Linked DNA regions of Rattus norvegicus: region 1 is linked to region 2. Evidence: chromatin contacts called from public Hi-C data. All regions are on one chromosome and are shown on one strand. Each heading gives the region's core, a stretch centred on a gene start, on an enhancer-like site or on the middle of the called end of the contact. The rest is flanking DNA. Distances are from core to core; before and after follow the strand shown. Region 1 has its middle 14 kb from the start of Cpz. Region 2 holds the start of Acox3 (acyl-CoA oxidase 3, pristanoyl).

Evidence for each region. Hi-C and Micro-C count contacts between places; a contact is called where the count stands out from the background.
Region 1: a Hi-C map of liver shows a contact between it and region 2, with 2.1 times the contacts expected there. The contact joins the enhancer-like site here to the promoter of Acox3 in region 2. A contact is called at or near these places in 7 of 12 Hi-C or Micro-C datasets (the A7r5 cell line, Schwann cells, frontal cortex and 4 more).

Annotation. Positions count from the first base shown.
Region 1 is chr14:79,431,197-79,437,442 of GRCr8, forward strand. No RefSeq gene overlaps it. Among named protein-coding and RNA genes, the nearest start is that of Cpz, 14 kb to the right of the region's middle. Within about 2 kb of position 3,250, at least 16 of the 93 cell types and tissues checked have an H3K27ac peak or open chromatin away from gene starts, as enhancers often do. A contact at or near this core is called in liver, where this site is marked.
Region 2 is chr14:79,395,106-79,402,229 of GRCr8, forward strand. Acox3 (acyl-CoA oxidase 3, pristanoyl) reads right to left here and starts at 5,776. Exons shown (of 18, transcript NM_053339.2): 1 at 5,642-5,776. It also overlaps a transcript of Trmt44 not described here.

The DNA of each region.
Region 1 (6,246 bases), core at 2,000-4,499, 34 kb after region 2:
CCATAAGGCCAACCGCTCTTAACCCCTAAGTCATGTCTGTTTGTCTCAGCTTGACTTCTCCCTCCTCCATTACAGCCGCTGCACCCCAGTCTGGTGTGTCCACTTAGTCCCAGGGCCAAGTTCACAGTCATTCCCTGTGGGCAGCCAGATCTGCCTGGGCTGTAACTTACCAGCCAGCATTAGGAATCCTTTAGTGCTGCATCCGAGTTGCTTCTAAAACCTGACTTAAAAATAAGAAATCAGTAGTCCCTGCGTATCCGTGTGTGTGTGTGTGCGTGTGGAGGGGGCAGTCACATGGCAAGGCCCTACTGGGTACCCGAAGCCACAAATAGTCTCAATCCTGTACATGAGCACGGGCACAGGATATGGAAACAGTGAGAAATGACTGACTGGCAGAAGGGTAGTCTGCGTAGCATGGATACTCTGGACAAAGACAAGGTTCGGGAGGAGCAGAGGAGAAAGGGCTGGCTATTGTTTTGGAGCAGACTGACTGTGAGTTGCCAAAGCTGGTAAGAGTGGATGGGTTTTCCTCTCATTCTTGTCCTTCCATCTTCTGGGTCTCAATATTATCGAGCCAAAAAGTGTGGTTAATTCCGACTCTCACAGCACAGTCCACACGACCTTGTGTGGAGTGGGTACTGCTAACCTTACAGATGACACAAGGCACAGATGACCAGGTCTCAGTGACACTGGAGTCTTCACTGAGGCTCTATCTGTGGCCGAGGAGCTGTGTGGCAGAGGGACAGACCAGTGGGCTGTTCCTGAGTGCGCTGAGCCCAGGGGGACTCAGACGCCTCAGAATGAGAGCTGCCAGCCTGTCACCTGGCTTCCCCACAACTCCCTTCAGCCCGGAGGCTGTGGCTCAGGACTTGGTCCAGTACCCACAGTGGAAGGCAGGATGGGTCCCTAAGAGGTTCCTGTGCCAGGACTGGGCCTAGAAAGGAACCAACAGAGCCTCAGAAAGCTAATGGCGATAATATCGAACTTTCCTAACATCGTAGCCTGGGATACCAAGCTGAGCCTGTCCAGTGGTGATCAACGGGTGGGGCAAGGGACACCAGGGCAGCCTTGCAGGGAGCTCTCTGCAGCCTGTGATGAGTCCCCTGCTTTAGCCCAGGGTTGCTGTGTTAGTTAAGAGTCTGGGAGGGAGGAGCATTCCCTTCTAGCTCATCATAGACTTGTACTTCCAGTTGGGGAAGAAGCCTGGGCTTATTCCCACCGTGAACAGGAAGTTCTGGAAGGGACAGCGTTAGCAGGAGTCTGGTGTCCCTGCTAACCCTAGGCTGCTCCTGCAGAAACCTTCCTCACCTCATCTTGTTCCTACTCTGGTTAACAAACACTTGACTGTCCATGGCAGGTCCAAGCCAGATCCAGCACTCACACCCAGAGAGTGCCCAGGATCATGAGAGAAGTCAGCAGGGCCACTGCATAATCTGTGGTTGCTTATGAGACCTTCCCACAGGCCGAGAGAGACCCATGTACAGAGGGCTACATAGTGTGCAATGAACTTGGATCTATGTGGGGTTGTCCTGTGGTGCCTTTATGGATAAGGAAGGGGAACAGAGAAGTTGCTGGTTAAGGAGGTTCTCAAAGGAGAGTCTCACTTACACTGAACATTCTATGACATTGAATGACTCCTTAGAACTGTGGCTGTCCAGAGTTGGAATGATGCCAATCCAGGCCTATATCTTGGATTATCACAAGTCCCCTTAATAACCATCCATGGCCTGCACCCATGTGATCCATCATCGTTGTCACTATCAGGCAAATTTGGAGCCACAAGCAGACCCCTAGCTTCCATCAACTCAAAGACCAAGACACCCAAGGCCTGCACCAATATTCCCAATCTGCTATAACCCGGTGCTCCCAGCAACAGATGTGAAGTGGCTTCCTTGTTCTATAAGTTTTTGTTGTTTCTATAAAAAAAAATTTCAGGAAACTGTTACCTCACTGGGATACGATATTTTAGGGCAACCCCAATCTATGTCCCTGGGCCATAGTCGTTCACATTTGAATAGATTATCTCTTATCACCTTTGAGGCAGGAGCTGGGCTTCTTGCCCACCGTCTCACACAGTTATGAGAGAAGTAGCATTCAAGTTCTGCTGACTGACCCTGCTTTGTCTGTGGTTTTGTGTTTGCTGTGGACAGAGGGGGATGGAGAGGAAGTGGGAGGCCAGAGGAGGTCAGACATGGGCCTCCCCAGGAGCTGAGAGCAGACAGCAAGGTTTTGAGGGTTGAATAGGAGTTAGTTAGGGAGAGGAGGAGAGAAGAACATTCCAGGTTTCTAGTGAAGAGACTGAGGTAACGCTTATACGGACTCCATTTTGTGTTTACCCCGCCCATGACCGTCACTTCTGCCTTGGCAACACACTGGAGATTTCCGTGGCCATGGCCTTGGCCATGGTCCAGGTGTATTAGCCAAAAATAATCAGCAAGTTATGCCATAAATAATTACTACGCTCCGCCAGAAATGAGCGTTTCAAGGTTATTCTAACCCTCATCTGATGCTGATATATCTGTGGTTTTTGCCTTTGAAAACCTGTACCTCTGAACTTAGGCACTGAGAGACTTTACGGTGTTTCAAGCCACTCTTGGACTGACCATGAAGAGAAAAGACGTTAAACTCTTAATTGTCTTAATCAGTGTGGTTGTCGATAACTACCCCGTGCGTATCCTTACGCTAGTTTGATAGTTGCCCTGGCTTCCTCTCCCATCCAGTCTGCATTCTGGTACATGGGCTGGAGTTATTGCTGTCCTGTGGACACTGCACATGGGACAGTCACTTTTTACATCAGGCCAAGAAGAACAAACTCTGGGTGGATCAAAGCTCTAACTGTAAGAGCTAAAATCAAGTGTTCAGAAAGGTGCGCTGGGAGCTGAAGAGAGCTCCGCTGTTAAGAGCATGCTCTGCTCTTGTAGAGGACCCAGGTTCTGTTCCCAGCGTGAATGTGGTGCTCACAACCAATTGTACCTCCAGTTTCAGGGTATCTGATACCTCTTCTGGCCTTCTTGGGCACTGTGTACACATGGTGACCATATATACATGCAGACAGACACTCAATGCACATGAAATAAAAATAAATCTAGAAAGGTCCATTGCAGAAAGTTCTTACAATACTGACTCAGAACACAGTTTCCCTTCCAGTATCTCAATGACATTTTTCAGCACTTCCCTACTGTAGTGAATCCTCCAAGACAAGCACACAGGCATATCTGGATTGCACAATGCCTGTCACACACACGGCTTGGGACAGGTCCAAGCACAGAGCCACAGTACACTTGTAGAGAGCCAGAGAACGTGCAGCTCCCCTCCCCCGCCATGCTCCTCAGCAATCTCCTTGTGCCTTGGGGAGGAGAGGATGGAGGGAGGCCTGACTCTGGCACCCCACAGTGCAGGGTCCCACCGGTGTGGCTCCAGTTCACACAGAGTTTACAGATGGGTCTGTTCGTGTGTTGTCCATTTTGGGGCCACAACAAAGGCAGAATCAGTGTGAACACTAGAGGTCTCACTTTGTTGCACGGTTAGTTACTGGAAATCCTGTTGCAACTCCTGCAGCTTCTGTGTGTGTGTGTGTGTGTGTGTGTGTGTGTGTGTGTGTGTGTGTGTGTAAAACCCCAAAGGAGCAAGCTTGTGATTTAAGGAAACTTTTAGTTGCAAAGCCACATCTGGCCTTAGCTTGCCAGCCTCTGTTTACTTCAGTGGAGCTCTGTGCTAAAAAAAAAAAAAAAAAGTTGCAAACTCACTTGCTTTGCTAAGAGAAAACTTGCTAGCCCTACAGAGAGTGCCAGGGGTGAGTGTGGAGATGCGATACTGGCATCAGAGGTGAGGAAGGCATTGGCCCAGGTCAGCTTGGTGGGATGGAGATTCCAAGGAGGGATATACCTAGGTGGCACAGTTTAGGGCTCTTCCTCATGGAGACTTTCCCCCACTTCCAGGGTCCCTGAAGTTGTGGGAGAGACCAACCCAGGGTCCCAGCTCAGAGGCCCTCCTGTGCAGGGAGAACTCAGGACAGTGGGAAAGATGCATTTCGAAGGAGGTTCAAGAATGTGCTGGGTAGGAAGTTATTTTCTGTGAAGTTCAAGGGTGCCTTGTGGAATCCAGAACATTCCAGTGTGAGGAATGTGGATTTGGCCGTCCGGGCCAGCAGCTGGAAGCCTCTGAGAAGGCCAGCCTGAACTGAATTCCTACACAGTTCAGGATCAAAGGCAGTGGGGCAGTCTGCAGTGTCCAGACTGCTGCAAATCAGGCAGACAGGTCAGGGATGCAGAGCACCACATGGAGGCCATCAGTGAGGGCAGCTGAAGCCCTTGGCACCTCCTGGCCCTGTACCTCCTCTGTCTCCCAAGAACTGTGTGCTGGGCTTAGATGTTCCACCCCAGTCTCTTAGGTGGTTGGGGACAGGCACTTGGGGACAAGTTCATTCACCTTTGCCCTTAGGGCCAGCACAATCGGAGAAAACTCTCTGCTTCATGAATGTCCCTGAACTCCGGACTCTGTCCCCTCAGATGTTTCCTTGTTTCTGCACCACAGAAGCAGAGAAACTGCTGTCATGTTACTGTGGCCATGTGTGTGTTTGTCCCCTACGCCATGGGCCACATCGTAGTCTTGCCAAAGGCATTTGATTTTACGTAAACATTTACTTATTTTCGAGAGTCCCAGTACGGACGTGTACACAAATTCCGCAGTCCGTGGGTGCAAGTCAGAGGACAACTTGCAGGATTTAGTTCTCTCCTTCTATTTAGAGTCCCAGGAATCGAACTCATGTTGTCAAGCTTGGCAGCAAGCATGTTTACTCACTGAGCCATCTTACTAGTCCACCAAAGGTGTTCTAAACAGCCACGGGACATTCTTTCTTGGCTGCTAATGAGAAATAGGGTAAATGGTGCAGACAGAAAGACATGGGAAATTGAGGGGGGGGAGAAGAAAGGGAGCCCCTCATCCCTGAGTCGGACTGAAGTCTGTCAATGGCTGAGCATCAAGACAGGCAGCGTCAGCATCACCTGCTGTGAGGGCGGCCAAGCGGTCTGTTTTTTAAGAATGTAAAACCACGGTAGATGGGGCCTGCCTGAGCTCCATGGCTTCTCTGTGTCCCAGCAGCCCTTGCTAGGAATCACACCAGTGAGCCCATTTACAGAAAAGATGAGTCTGAAGTCCCTTGTGGGCTCTGGTGACCCATGGTGTCACCGTATCAGATTGTAGTTCCCCCAGAGCCACTTGGCAAGAAGAAGGAGAAAGGAAAAGAAAGACATTTCCTAGCAACTCATTGCTAATGCCGAGGCACTTAACCAGGAATGGCCAGAGAGGCCGGTGCTCACGTTCACGTTCCTCCTATTAACACCGGTATCAAAAACCTAGGTTCAGAATGTCGTTTTTTAGTGATTTACTTATTTTTATTTTATGTATATTGGTGCTCTGCCTGCGTGTGTGTCTGCGTAAGGGCATCAGAACCCCTGGAACTGGAGTTGCAGACAGTTGTGAGTTGCCATGTAGGTGCTGGGAATTGAACCCAGGTCCTTTGGAAGAGCAGCTGGTGCTCTTAACTGCTGAGTCATCTCTCCAGCCCCTATCTCTTTTTAAACATATATATTTATTCATCCATTCATTCATTGTGTGTGTGTGTGTGTGTGTGTGTACAATCATAAGTGTATTGTATGTGTGTACAATCATGAGTGTGTGTGTATACAATCGTGTGTGTGTGTGTGTGTGTGTGTGTGTGTGTGTGTAGGTCAGAGAATACCTTGAGGAAGTTGGTTCTTTCCTTCTACCTTATGGAGAGGACCATATCCTATCCATTGGAATGTCCTATCCATATGGGGTACTGTATCATGTGCCTGTTACCCCAACACTGGGGAAGCAGAGACAGGCAGACCTCTGAGGCTTATCGCTTAGTTAGCCCAGTTCATTTAGAAAATTCAAGCCCTGTCTCAAAAGCAAAAGGTCCATGGCTCCCGAGGAATGAGATTATCTCTATTGCCTCCACTAGCAACACACACGCGTGCGGATCTATACACACAAGCATAAAGCACTCATTCACGTCACATGCACCAAGCAAGCCGGCGAGCATGGGGGAGGGGCAGGACCTCCTGAGGATCCCATGAGAAAATGCGCATGAAATCAGAAACCTAAGACCCAGTAATAAGCTTTTCCATGGCAGGGCTGTAGTGCTGGGCACTGTCTAACTCCAGGGTTAGGTGCAGGGCAGGGGTGTGGAGTTCGGTAGTGGATTGAACCACTAACTGGAGT
Region 2 (7,124 bases), core at 4,526-7,025:
ATGGTATGCACTCATTGATAAGTGGCTATTAGCCCAAATGCTTGAATTACCCTAGATCCCTAGAACAAACGAAACTCAAGACAGATGATCAAAATGTGAATGCTTCACTCCTTCTTTAAATGAGGAAAAAGAATACCCTTGGCAGGGAAGGGAGAGGCAAAGATTAAAACAGAGACTGAAGGAACACCCATTCAGAGCCTGCCCCACATGTGGCCCATACACATACAGCCACCCAATTAGACAAGATGGATGAAGCAAAGAAGTGCAGACCGACAGGAGCCGGATGTAGATCGCTCCTGAGAGACACAGCCAGAATACAGCAAATACAGAGGCGAATGCCAGCAGCAAACCACTGAACTGAGAATAGGTCCCCCGTTGAAGGAATCAGAGAAAGAAATGGAAGAGCTTGAAGGGGCTTGAGACCCCATATGTACAACAATGTCAAGCAACCAGAGCTTCCAGGGACTAAGCCACTACCTAAAGACTATACATGGACTGACCCTGGACTCTGACCCCATAGGTAGCAATGAATATCCTAGTAAGAGCACCAGTGGAAGGGGAAGCCCTGGGTCCTGCTAAGACTGAACCCCCAGTGAACTAGACTATGGGGGGGAGGGCGGCAATGGGGGGAGGGTTGGGAGGGGATTACCCATAAGGAAGGGGGAGGGGGGAGGGGGATATTTGCCCGGAAACCGGGAAAGGGAATAACACTCGAAATGTATATAAGAAATACTCAAGTTAATTAAAAAAAAAAAAAAAAGAATGGCTGGGCACTCACTCTGACAACCAAGAAGTCCTACGAGACCTTCCCCAGCTCTACGCCACAGGTTGTCCCCACAGAAACATGAGCCACTAAATCCAAGGCTCCTGCACACACACAAAACTGGGAGCAAGGGCTCAAAGCAACAGAAGGACAACAGACAAAAACTCCAGGGGCAAAAACTATGTCCTTATAAAGAATGACGGGACTGGAAAACGTCCACCATCTGCTCCCAGGAAAGAGAAAGTCCAGATTCTGATCAGGATACAGAGGGGACATCGGCACCCATCGCAAACCAGAGGGACTAAAGGAATATACACATGAGAGTTAGCCCAGAGGCAGTAAGCAGAAAAGGACCATGAGGGAAACTACCAGTTACCCACATATGCTACAGTGGAAAAGGACTCCAAGTAAAAGGGAATGTAAGGGTTAGAAGAATGAAGCCAGAGCTGGAGCCACAGCCCAGTGTTTAAAAGTGCTCACTGCTCTAGCAGAGGATACAGATTGGGTTACCAGCACCCACATATTGGCTTATACGTGTCTCCAGTTCCAGGGGGTCTAAAACTCTGGACCTCCTTGGGTTCCTGCACACATGCGGCACATAGACATACATGCAACCACACATGCAAAATTAAACATTTAAACAAACAATGAAGCTACCACCATGGAGGGCAGAGACACAAATGCCTTATACTGGGTTTGAGACAGCCACATGACTTGTGAGAGGCCAGAAGGCTCTAAGAAGCAAGGCCAGTGACAGGGACCAGTAGGAAGAGACTTTTTTCCCTTGGGGAAACAGGACCAGGCACTGTTGCTTGCTACAAATTCTTGCTTCTAACACAATGCTTCTAATGCTGACAATTATAACTGACTGCACTGGGAGTAAGAATGGCTTCTAACAGTCTGACTTAGAGTTATACTGCTGCGAGCAGACACCATGACCAAGGCAAGTCTTATAAAGGACCACATTTAATTGGGGCTGGTTTACAGGTTCAGAGGTTCAGTCCATTATCATCAAGGTGGGAGCATGGCAGCGTCCAGACAGTCATGGTGCAGGCAGAGCTGAAAGTCCTACCTCTTCATCTGAAGGCTGCTACTGGAAGACTGACTGCCAGGCAGCTAGGATGAGGGTCTTAAGCCCACACCCACAGGGATACACCTACTCCAACAAGGCCACACCTCCTAGTGCCACACATACAAACCATCGCACAATCCTTCCCCAGTTTAAGATATTCAAGACCATACTATAGACCAATGGTTCTCAACCTGTGGGTCTCAAACCCTTTGGGAATCAAAACAACCCTTTCACAAGGGTCTCCTAAGATAACCGGAAAACAGAGATATTTACATTATGACTCATAGCAGTAGCAAAATTACAGTTATGAAAATAAGGTTATGGTTGGGGGTCACCACAACCTGAGAAACTGTATTAAAGGGTCATAGCATTTGGAAGGTTGAGAACCACTGCTCTAGACAGATAACCAAATGTTGGCACCTGTGAGAAGAGCGATTAATTTAATTAATAGCATTTGGAACACCTTCAAGGTCAAAATGAGCTACCTGACTTAATCAGCCTTCTGGCAAAACCAGCCAATAACCGATGGCTGGCAGATAAGACCAACAACTAACAAGCAATTCTCAAACATGAGCAATGGGGGCTGTGCCCATCTAAATGGGTAAGGCAGCACATGAACAGCCTCAGGCAAGCCAATCAACACAGAAGCCTTCACCTTCTGGGATGGTCAAACCTTACAACGTGACTATAAACTTATCTGTGTGTAGCTGAGGTTATTTCCAGAAAGCTTTAACTGACAGAAGACCCAAGTTAAACATGAGAACATCATCCCATGGGCTGCGGGGGAAGGGCTGGCAAGATGGCTAAGCCCTAACGGCTCTTGCTGTCAAGCTTGAAGACCTGGGTTCAATTCCAGGGGCCCCATATAGTGGAGGGCAAGAATCAACTCTCCCAGTTTGTTCTATGACACTCCCCACTACATGCATGTGATGACATGAATAAGTCTCTGCCCCAGAGGATAAATGGATAAAACAGAATTTTTAAAAAGTTTAAGGGGGGGGGGGTGGGTGCAACACAGTCCAGCAGGTAGAAATGCTAGCCATCAAGGCTTATGCACAGAAATTGATCTACATGCATGTTAAGTGAGGGCTGACCCTGACAAGATGCCCTCTGGCTGTATACACACACACACACACACGCGCGCGCGCGCACACATACATACATACTCACACATACATACACACATGTGCACGTGTGTGTGTGCCTATGCATACATGTACACGCATTGGGCTAAAACAAAGTTTCCTTAAGTCATTTCTGTCAAGTATTTTGTCACAGCAACAAGAATAGTAACTAGTGCCCCCATATTTCTTTTTTAAAAATATATTTATGGGGCTGGAGAGATGGCTCAGTGGTTAAGATCCCTGGCTGCTCTAGGAGAGGACCTAGGTTTGATTCTCAGCCCCCACATAACAGCTCACAGCTCCAGTTCCAGAGGATGCCACGTTTTCTGTAGGCATTGCACCCACAGGAATATATATATATAATATTATATATAATGCAGGTAAACACACATAAAATAAGCATATATATGATATATATCATATATATATATAAATCATATGAATATGTATCATATACAAGGCATGGACTATACACCATAATCAAAACACTCCTGGGAACGAGGCAGGAGGATCGGGCATTACAGGCCAGCCTTGGTCACCTAGTGAGTCCAAGGTCAGGCTGAAGGACATGAGACCCTGAGAAGGAAAGGACCCCTTGTACATGTTGTCACTCGCTTCTTAATTAGCATGCCACAATGATTCGTTGAGAAGAAACCACTTTTCTGACAACTGTGGCAAGGACAAGGTTCTCACATATACAGAAATCACCTCCTGGTGGCACAGATCCATGGGTACAAACCAGACCAATCGAACTCTTAGAAGACAGAGGAGAAGCTAACCTCTGTGACTTTAGATTTGCAAAATCACTTCTGATAAGGCCTGTTAGTTACTGTGAATCTCCATTACCAGCCTCACTACATCTATAAACAACTAAAGTGCAAGCCTCTGGTCACTCCCATGAAAGATTTTCTTGTTCAGATCAGTGGAAGCAGGAAAAGCTCCTCTGATAGAGCCTGCCTCCCAGACAAAAGGAAACAGAAGGAAACTTTGCTTTTTGCCTGCTGGCTCTCACTCTCACCAGCAAGTTCATCTACTCTGTTGCTGCGGCACTCCTCCTGCCCAGTATCAGAACCGCTTCTTCAGAATTCCAGCGCAGACTAAAGACCAGGAGCTCCCTGGGAATCCTCAGGACCACAGCCCCAAACTGGGACTGCTGTGACATCCAACCTCATGGACTGAGCAACTACTGGATTCTTGGCCTCTCCAGAGTGAGACAGCCACTGTTCTATTGCCTAGGCCAGATCTGTAAGCCAACCTAATAAATTATATGTACAAATATCACATGTATAAGATGCACACACACACACACACACACACACACACACACACACACACATATTCATTCTACCAGTTCTTTCCCTAAATTATACATATAAAATCACATGTATAAGATACACACACACACATATATATATATATTCATTCTACCAGTTCTTTCCCTAAATTATACATATAAAATCACATATCATAGGCAACGAGAATGGATTTCTTCTTATATTTTTGGTTGTGAGCCTAGCCTTTAACGGCTGAGCCATCTCTCCAGCCCAGTGGATTTCTTCTTAATTAAAAATATCTGTGGGGGGCTGGGGATTTAGCTCAGTGGTAGAGCGCTTACCTAGGAAGCGCAAGGTCCTGGGTTCGGTCCCCAGCTCCGAAAAAAAGAACAACAACAACAAAAAAAATATCTGTGGCAAAGGAGCAAAGTGCTTTGGTCTAGATCCCAGATCCCCACCAGCTCCCAAAGATCCCATGCCACACGAGGTCACCAACATACCCACACTGCCACAAATGAAACAAACACATGCCACAGAGCCAAGTTACCTTTGCTCCGGTCTCTCAATAATACAGTTTACCAATCTGGTGGACTTTGCTTTGCCACCCCGTTTCTCAGAAGCAACTACAACTGGGATACCGGGCATTGTCTGCCACGAACGTTCCTGGGACTCAAATCAGGCACTTGGGATGCTTCCTGAGGTAAGTGGCAGCTTCATTATCATGGTTCTGACACAACTTCCCTCCAGCCTGTTAATCTATTGAAATTTTTAAAAAATTATGAGGCCGTAGTTCTGGTTTGAAGTCCTATATGGATATCCCCAACAGACCAGACCCAAGCAACATAGAGTCATTAACATCATGGTAAGGTTTTCCTCTCTGCTACAGTCTTACAAAAAAGTAGCAGAAAATCGGACCTTCACCAGTCTGTTTCTTGTTTCTGTTCCTCTTTTTGTTCCCATTTTTAAAAGTCAGTGTTATGCTGGACATAATGAACTGGCTTATGGTCCTGACTGATGCCAAGACTGAGACAGGATAGAGTTCAAGGCCAGCCTGGGCAACTGAGACCCAAACGGAGAACTAAGGTCTCCGGTGTAGAGCAGCAGAGCACTTCCTAAGAATTCGCTAGATCAGAGTTCAATGCACTTGAAAAGTATAAATAGTGCTCTGCTCGGGGACAGTGAGGAGCAGACCTCGGACACTATAAACAAATTCAACCTACAACTAACTGTTCTGTCTGTCTTGGGATACCTCTCCGCCGCAGGGCAGAGCCTAATAAACTGAGGTCACCTCGTTTTTCCACTAGCGAGTATGATGTCGGGTAGAGTGCAAACTCTAGCAGTCACCCCAGCCCTGGGCTCCCACAAACCCTGTTCTGTCTGGAATCTCCCGAGCCCGGTAAGTCCTCACCGCCCGGATCCAGCTTGCGGTCGGTCCGTGGTCCTAGTACTGGCGTCGGTCCGGCAAACACTGTTGATCAGGAATGTCCAGACCTCTGAGGGTGGAGCAGGTTGGTGGTGCCGCCCCGGCCCCATCCCGGAACGTGACGTCATCCCTCCCTTGACTCGGGTTGCTGCTGCCTGAAGCCTTGCGTCATCATGCTGCGCCGCGTCGTCGCCAGGGAAACGCAGACGCTTCCAAGAGCTCAGCTCAATGTGGTTTCGGGTTTGGAGATAAAGGATTTCATCCCGGTCGCCTTCTGCCTGGTTAGAGGCCTCGGGCTTATTCAGAAACCGCCTTCCGCAGAGATGTCATGTTTTGGTCCAGGCCTCTCATGGCTCTGGGAGCACTTCCGGGAGAGTTGGACCGCGGCTCCTTTAAAGTGCACTTTACTCAGAATTCCCAGGTGACCTTCCTGCCAGGAACTCCTAAATAGTGCTCTGATTGGCAGATTTCCGAAGAATCTTGTCTCAAGCTCTGCTGGGGGTGGAGTGGAGTAGGGATTGAAGCCAAGTGCAGACAAAGAACCAAATGGTACTTGGTTATTTGCTAGAGGAAGCCGGTTTTCCTTTGAAAGGGACTAAAATGATGGAAAAGGCGTTAGGGGAAAGAGAAAGATGCTGAACTCTATTTCAGAGACAGGTTTGAAGCATTGGGACCAGACACAAGTGGACTCTGCCTCTGTCAGCCGGGGCTGGGAGCTGTTTGCTGAATTGAATAACTACTTTGTCCGTACCAATTATTGCATTTATAGCTCTAACTCAGAACACGCTTTCAGTCACAGGTGTCAGTGGGGCTTTTCTATTGGAAAGTAGGGCATCCTGCACATGCCTCATGAACTCACAGTGGAGAGGACTGACTCCAGAAAGAGATCCTTCAACCTCCAGGAGCATTCCCTGGTACATTTGTGCCTGCACACATTACACAACAACAACAACAACAACAACAACAACAACAACAATAACAATAAATCGTAGCAGTGATAGCAAAGGGAAATGACTGAAGGGATGGGCAGCCTAAAGAATGAAATTGTTCCCACCATAAACACACACCAAATATACTCAGATAAACCATCCTTCCTACCTGGTGTGCAGTTGTCACAGTGCCTCCCATCACCAAGCAGGGGAACCTGACAGCATGGGCAGAAGACAACAGTTACCAATCCTGGATGTTCTGCTCTAGTCTAGTCTAGAAGTTTCCAGAATCAGAGAAGCACTCCTACCCAGTCACCTTCACAGTGCCTGAACAGCTCGTGAAAATGTCTTCTGCCTTGCTAAGCAGTCTGAATGGACATTCAGTCTCCACCAGCATTTACAGCTTGAACTCTGTCATCGCAAAGAGTCCTTGAGTTCGTAGAGCCGTCCAGAATGGTCTGCAAGAATACATGCTATTGTTTTTCCAGAGTTAGAGAGTAACAAGGTACCCATTCATGACAGAATTCATGTATAGCTCA